Regions from separate parts of the Mus musculus genome. Here region 2 is linked to region 1. A link is a contact called in public HiChIP or PLAC-seq data. All regions are on one chromosome and are shown on one strand. Each heading gives the region's core, a stretch centred on a gene start, on an enhancer-like site or on the middle of the called end of the contact. The rest is flanking DNA. Distances are from core to core; before and after follow the strand shown.

The links. HiChIP or PLAC-seq counts read pairs in DNA pulled down with a chosen protein or histone mark.
Region 2: a contact with region 1 is called in an H3K4me3 HiChIP or PLAC-seq map of bone marrow-derived macrophages, with 4 times the contacts expected there. The contact joins two enhancer-like sites. A contact is called at or near these places in 12 of 484 Hi-C or Micro-C datasets (the AML12 cell line, CD4 T cells, CD8 T cells and 7 more), 6 of 115 datasets of contacts at active chromatin or transcription factors (CD8 T cells, bone marrow-derived macrophages, embryonic stem cells and 3 more) and 4 of 9 other capture datasets (adipose tissue, embryonic stem cells, liver and 1 more).

What each region holds. Positions count from the first base shown.
Region 1 is chr13:96,509,068-96,512,360 of GRCm38.p6, reverse strand. The region is part of intron 3 of Polk (polymerase (DNA directed), kappa); the gene reads left to right. Among named protein-coding and RNA genes, the nearest start is that of Polk, 32 kb to the left of the region's middle. Within about 2 kb of position 1,545, at least 177 of the 459 cell types and tissues checked have an H3K27ac peak or open chromatin away from gene starts, as enhancers often do. A contact at or near this core is called in bone marrow-derived macrophages, where this site is marked.
Region 2 is chr13:96,591,504-96,595,146 of GRCm38.p6, reverse strand. The region is part of intron 3 of Cert1 (ceramide transporter 1); the gene reads right to left. Among named protein-coding and RNA genes, the nearest start is that of Gm46436, 21 kb to the right of the region's middle. Within about 2 kb of position 1,341, at least 33 of the 459 cell types and tissues checked have an H3K27ac peak or open chromatin away from gene starts, as enhancers often do. A contact at or near this core is called in bone marrow-derived macrophages, where this site is marked.

The DNA of each region.
Region 1 (3,293 bases), core at 296-2,795:
GCAGTTTACCGTCCAGATAACCTGGAGAACTAGAAAGTGCTTTCCATTGAGCAGCAGAATTTCAGCTTTTGTTCCAGTTGTGCCCAGTGTTTGCTGGGAGCCTCGCTGGCATCTCTCAGAGCAGGAGTGGTAGGAAATGTGTCTTATGTTGATTATTTAATTGTTTCATTTGTTGAGCTTCCTCTAAAAGAAGCTGTGTGCGTGGGAGGAGGCTGAGGAAGTCCCAAGGAGACAAGAAGGTCTCAGAGAACGAAGATGTTTTCATAGGAAATGTTTCTATTTTGGACTCACATTTTCCACATGCTAGATTTGATTATGTGTGATATGATAGTGTAAATTCCTGCTGGTCAGACCGAGGTAAGAAGTCTGCATGCATGAGCCAGGCAGCTCGTTTGGACCCTCTTTGAATATCCTCCCCTGGACTCCACCCTCACCACACTCCTGGAAGGCAGGCATCTGGTTATCATATAAACTATCTTCTAATGAGCTCGTAAACTGGATAAACGAGCATCCACATTCTGTTAAGTGAGGCCACACAGCCAATCCGTGCATTTCGACCATTTTAACAACTGCCTTTGCTAACTTGGACCAACTCAGTAGACTTTATGGAGATACTAAGTCAAAATAAAAAGCAGAATTTCCAAATATTGTCCTAAATGTAGTAGAAATTGAAGGTTTTGAAAAGAAATTAGTATAGAGTGTGGATACACAATGTTAAAGACTGTTCAAAGTCTATTAGCCACAATTGGTATTTGCAGCTCTCACCCCAGCACTCAGGAGGCAGATGGGTCTCTGTGAGCTCTAGGCCAGCCTGTTCTACATAGTGGGTTCTGGGACAGCCAGGACTACATATAGTTTCCAAAACAAACAACTTCAACAACAAAGACAAAAAACCAAAGCCTGTGTTAGAAAAGATAAGACAAAGAAAACAAACTTTGGTGTAACCTGTTTCCCAAGTCCAGCTCTCCCACGTCAGCTCTATGACTCAGAACAAATCTCTTAATCTTAGTAAACTTTCATTTTCTCATTTATAAGACTAATAATTGTAATCTCTGAATTATTCTGACTAGTAAGTGAGTTTTTGTGGGAAGAACTTAACACCTGACATACTCCATAACTGTCCCTTCTACCTTAGAATGAGAGGTAGTCAGCGAGCCCTTGCCATACCCCTCTCCAAGAACACGTTGTGCAAGCATCTCTTCATTCCTTCAACAACCTTTTGCCATTAGTTTATTAGAATTAAAGATTGTAAGAGAGGGCTAACATAGCCACTGTCCTGTGCCTAATGAGAAGCGTTACTGAGAACCAGAGGAAGGTCCTTATTTTTAGCCCCGGTGACACACGAGTTCTCAGAAGTAACAGGAGGAAGAAGAAGGTAAATGTTACAGCCACCAAGTAGACTGTGAAAGGCCTCAGGGGAAAGTGATAAACGAACCATGATCGAGAAGTAAAGGGGGAGAAATGTTGGGAAGCTAAGGCAGGCGCTGTGCATTGCGGAGAGCAGAGAGCGTTCAGACAGGATGGGTGGGTGACTAAGAAGAGAGTAAAGGAAGATGGAAGAGATGAGTCACACTGTGAGGCTTCCTCTGGGCAGCTGCACGCTTGCATCGAGTACAAGAGAGAAGTTCACAGAAGAAACCGTCCCAGCGTTAATCATGAGTGTGAGGAGGTTTCCCTCGCGGTTGGCTTTCTATTTATCTTCTGCTTCTCTATATTATTCCAAGCCAAAATATTTCAGGTGCCACTCCTTTATTCTTACTTCATTCATATTTTAGGCATATTGTAATTATTACAGCTTATCTACTATAATAAGGGCCACAGTGGAAACAAGAAATCAAGCAAGAGAGCATTGGTTCTCTGGCATGGAAGACAAAGCTGCAGCCGAGTTTCATAGTATATTTGAGTTGACCCATGAAGCCTGTGACAGAGCTCAGGGTATTCTAGATAGGAGCAACCCAAGAAGGCAGAGTCCCTCAGGTCAGCGAGAGGGGTAGGCTCAGCAAGGTTAGGCCTGTGTACACTGTCAGGGTCTGCTACAGGCAGATGGGATTCGGGTCTTGTTCCTAAGAGAAGAGCTGCAGTTTTAATCTCCAGCTAGTGGGTGGGTGGCTGGTGTGTCTGTCCTAAGACCATGAAACAAGTATTCTGTAAGTGAGGGCAAGGCTGAAGACAGCACGTTCATGGGGGATGGGCAGGCACAGCGAGCTCTCCCCCTGATGGCTTTGCCTTCCTTTAGGCGCTCACTGGGTTCTCCAGAGCTGTTTCCCCCTCTCCTTGGTTACTGTGTTCTGCCTCCGTTGCTCCTCTCAGTAGTAGATTCCATGTGCTGTGTATGCGGTGCTTGCTTTATGGCTGTCTTCTGTTATGATTTATGTTAATGATCTAGGCAGCTTCCTATAGGTTGACAAAATTAAACCTGTCCCATAGCCCTTTGCAGGGTAACCTGGGCAAGCACATATAGAGCATTAGTAGAGGCTGCCCATAAAAACGGTATGGGGATGCTTGCTATGTAAACTTTTCTTTACTCGCCTATTTTGTTTCTCTCCGTGTTCTCTTCTCTTTTTTCTTTCAACCCAGTAATTTTTCTCTGAACAGGCAAAAAAGTTTAAAGATTACAACTCTGCATTGTTATATTTGACATGTATATTAAAGTTTTATGAAAAATAAGCTACATCTTCAGTTTTTAATTGATATTGGTATAGAATAACTATTTCAGATATTAGCTCTTCTCCTGGCTAGTTTTATGTCAACCTAACAGAAGCTAGACTCAGGGAAGAGAGACTCGGAACTGAGAGAATGCCTCCATAAGATCAGGCTGTGGTGATTGACATGGGAGAGCCCAGCCCACTGTGGGTGGTGCCACTCCTAGGCTGGTGCCCTGGGTTCTAGAGACCAAGCATGCTGAGCAGACCAATGAGCAGCACCCTCTATGGCCTGTGTCAGCCCCTGCCTCCAGGCTCCTGCCCTGTTTGAGTCCTTGCCTTGACTGCTTTCAGTGATGCTGGGACTGCGAGTGAAATAAACCCTGTCTCCCCAAGTTCCTTTCCTTCCTGTTGTTTCATCACAGCAACAGAAACCTAGCCAAGGCAGCCCTGCAGACGTAGTTTCACAGAAGGAATATTCACTCTGTACTTCATTCAGCATGCTCTCTTGTACAGAGTGCAGCATCATGTCATGCGCCAGAGGTAGAATCTCTTGTTGTGCAGTTCCTTTGTTCTGTTTTAAGACATTAACAATTTGAGTCAAATGGGAATTGTTTAATTTGCCTAAATAGAAGCATTCAGTTATAGTAA
Region 2 (3,643 bases), core at 92-2,591, 83 kb before region 1:
TTCTACCCAGATATAACCAGTTACAAAAGGGAGGCCTTTCCTTTCCTTTCCTTTCCTTTCCTTTCCTTTCCTTTCCCAATATTTGCTTTAGGACACCTCCCAGCCCTTTCAGGGGAGGCTGCAAGGCAGAGGGTGGACATGGAGGGACCGGGAGATGAGAGCAATTGGGGGACATGGTGTGAAATTCACAAAGACTCAATACAAAGGAAAAAAAAAAGAGTCCCCCTCTCATTGGGGCTATGGAACCTGAAGAGGTTACCTCCTGCAGCCTTGCAGGAACCCCAGTGGAGCAATACAGACACCAACCTACCCACAAAAATTTCAACCCAAAATTTATCCTGTCTACAAGAAATATAGGCACAGGGGATGAGCAGAGACTGAGGGACTGGCCAACCAATAACCAGCCCAACTTAAGACCCATCCCATGGGCAAGCACCACTCCCTAACACTATTAATGATACTGTTATGCCTGCAGGCAGGAGCCTAGCATGGCTGCTCTGAGAGGCTCCACACAGCGGCTGACTTGGACAGATGCAGAGACCCACAGCCAACAGTGGATGGAGCTTGGGATCTCTTACGGAAGAGCAGGGGAAGGATGGCAGACCAAAGGGGACAGGACTCCACAGGAGCCCAACAGAGTCAACTAACCTGGACCCTTGGGGCTCTCAGAGTTTGAATCACCAACCAAAGAGCATACATGGGCTGGACCTAGGCCTCCCACATATATGTAGCAGATGTGCAGCTTGGACTTTGGGTGGATCTTGAACAACTGGAGCAGAGGCTATCCCTAAAGCTGTTGCCTGTCTGTGGGATACGTTCTTTGAGCTGGGCTGCCTTGTCTGGCCTCAGTGGGAGAGGACGCGCCTAGCCTTGCAGACACTTGATGTGTCAGGGTAGGGTGATCCTTAGGGGGCCCTATCTGCTCGGAAAAGGGAAAGGGGGTGAGTATTGTTGGAAGGGGTGCCAAGGAGGCAGGCAGTGAATGGAATGTAAAGTGAATCAGTTAAAAAAAAAAAAGTCCCCCTTTCACTGTCCTGCAACACAAACCTCTTCTTTCTCAACTTTGCCAGAGTTTAAAATGACAGCTGGCTAGGGATACATTACAAGTTACAAATATCATATATAAGACATGGTTTCTCTCTAAATATCACAGTAATGAGATTATGCCTACATTATATTTAAACATTCAATCCTTACAAAAAGAAAACAGAAAAACAATGACAAAAACAAATCAAAAACGAAAACCTCCAAACAAAAAAATTAAAAAAACAAACAAACTGAAACTGCTCTTCTGTCCAGTAGAGGGAGCCATTAGCATACTACTCAGATTGTATGCCTGGAAAGCTGACAGGGGTTACTACTGGTCAAAGAACTATCTTAACCTTTAGACTAATTCCTTTATCCTATGTGCTTGGGATTTTTAGATTTCAGAATATTATAATTAAATCACACAGTTCAAAGCTATGAACTTAATAAAATAGTAGAACTGTCTACAAACTTACTTATCTTAAAGTTACTAGGCCAGTTTGATAGTTTAACTATATGGAAGATAAATTTAACTATCATTTTGCATCATTAAATCATCTAAGCCCTAAAAGTGGCATATAAATATACTAAATATTGAATTTAAAATTGTAAAGCATTTTCTTTAAATAATTTTTCCTATTAATGATCACTATCAAGCAATACAGCAAAGAAAAAGGCAAACATTTCCATATGGTGTCAAAAATTACCTAGTCATGATTTAAATTAAGGGAAAAGAGAAAATACAAAAATATTAACATCAAAATATAGGACTTTTTCTGAAATGGAAATTCTAAAAAGCCCAAGCAGCTGAACTGCAACATCCATCAGTCTGGGACCCATGTTATAAGAAGACAAACCTTATAGGAAGCAAGATGCTGTATCTTAAGAGAGAATGGATATGAGTGGCTGGACAGATGCTTCAGTAGTCAACAACCATCCTAACTCCAACTTCAGGAACTAAACACCTTATTCTGGCTTTCAGTGACACCGCACTAACATGCCATACCCCACCCTCACATAATTAAAAAACTCCAAACATCTTTTTAAATAGTATGTTTTAACACATTTACTCCAGAAAGCATCACTGAAAATCATACAATGGGAAAAGCAACAGTAAAGGCAAAGAGGTAGGGCTCCTTTGGACAGTGAGTGTTGTTCCTAACTCCTTTGCTATCCTCACTGTATGACTGGACTTTATACACTGTGTTCAGAGTCACAACACTGCTTAGAAAAGGATCTGGGATTCAATTCCAGATTCATGTGCCCATCTCTAACATTTCCTCCAGGTATCCTGGTGATGGACTCCAGACTCTTAGACAAAGGCTTGGAAAGTATTGGAAGTCCTGGCAGACTGACAAGGGACCAGTTCAACAGCTGAGGTGCAACTGGGCAGGAAAAGAATAGGAAATGAAAGGGTTGAGGCAATGAGGGAAAGACAAAAGGGAAGGGGTAAGGGAGAGTCAGAGCTGGTAAAATACTCTAAGGACAAAGAAAAGCCCGTGCAGGCCCTGACCCTCAGATCTCAAGCTAAGTGCTGTAATACCCTGATTCTGATACCCAAGGCCTGCACAGAGTTCAGAATCCCAAGGGTCTCCTGCTGCTGCTGCTTCATACTTACGTACTGTCACAAATTGCTACTGTCAAGTCAATGAAGGAAACGAAAGCTCTTAAAGACCAGTATTTTTTGTCCACCTTGAGTATCTCATCCATCCATAAGCTCTACACAGGTAGAATAAAAAAATCCTCATCGAGGGGACTGGGAGACAGACTGATGCACAGGTTTCTAACCACTTTGATTTTGTCCTCCTACAATTTCTCCCCTGTGTACTCAGGCTGAAGAATAGCAATCTATTTCTTTTATTTCTTGTTACATAGTGTTGATCTCAGCATTTCCCATCTGACCTTTCCCACAGTACTTAAATAGGGTCTTGTTAACAGCAGATACACAACTGCATAGAATGTTAACCTCTTTTCATTTACTCTTAAATATTTTATATCAGTAATACAATAAAATAAGTCTTTTGCTCTAGCATGTGTTTGTGGGTTTATTCCTGTTTTGAAATATGAATCAAGATGAATGTTTTTAAGTGCACAATTCAATACACACACACACACACACACACATTGTTGTACCAACAAACTCCAGACACTTCATCGTGTGAAACGGAAACTCCGTATGCGTTAACCAGCAGCACAGCATTTCTCCCTCCTTTCAACTGTGGTAACTACAACTGTGGCTCTAAGCTTGTCTCCTTACACACTGACCTTCAAGACTACTTAAAATCATCATTAAGTCCTTTGTCCATTGCTGAACTGTTTTTAATATTGTAGTTAGGTCTTAGAAATTCTCTGTATAAAATGGGTATTATTAGAAAATGAAAACATTTTCCCAACTACAAGTTCTTTTTTGCTCTATGAAGTGTTTTAATGCAGCAAACCTGCCAATCTTCATAATGTTGAATTTGTCTGTTTCTTTTACTGCCTGAAAAGTAGAGTTACACCTAATAAGTGACTGCCAGGATGAATGCTGTGAACATTTTGCCAAGTTTTCATGATGACCTTAGGTATTTCCTTCCTGGATGCCTGTGATGGTTTGTATATGCTCAGCCCAGGGAAT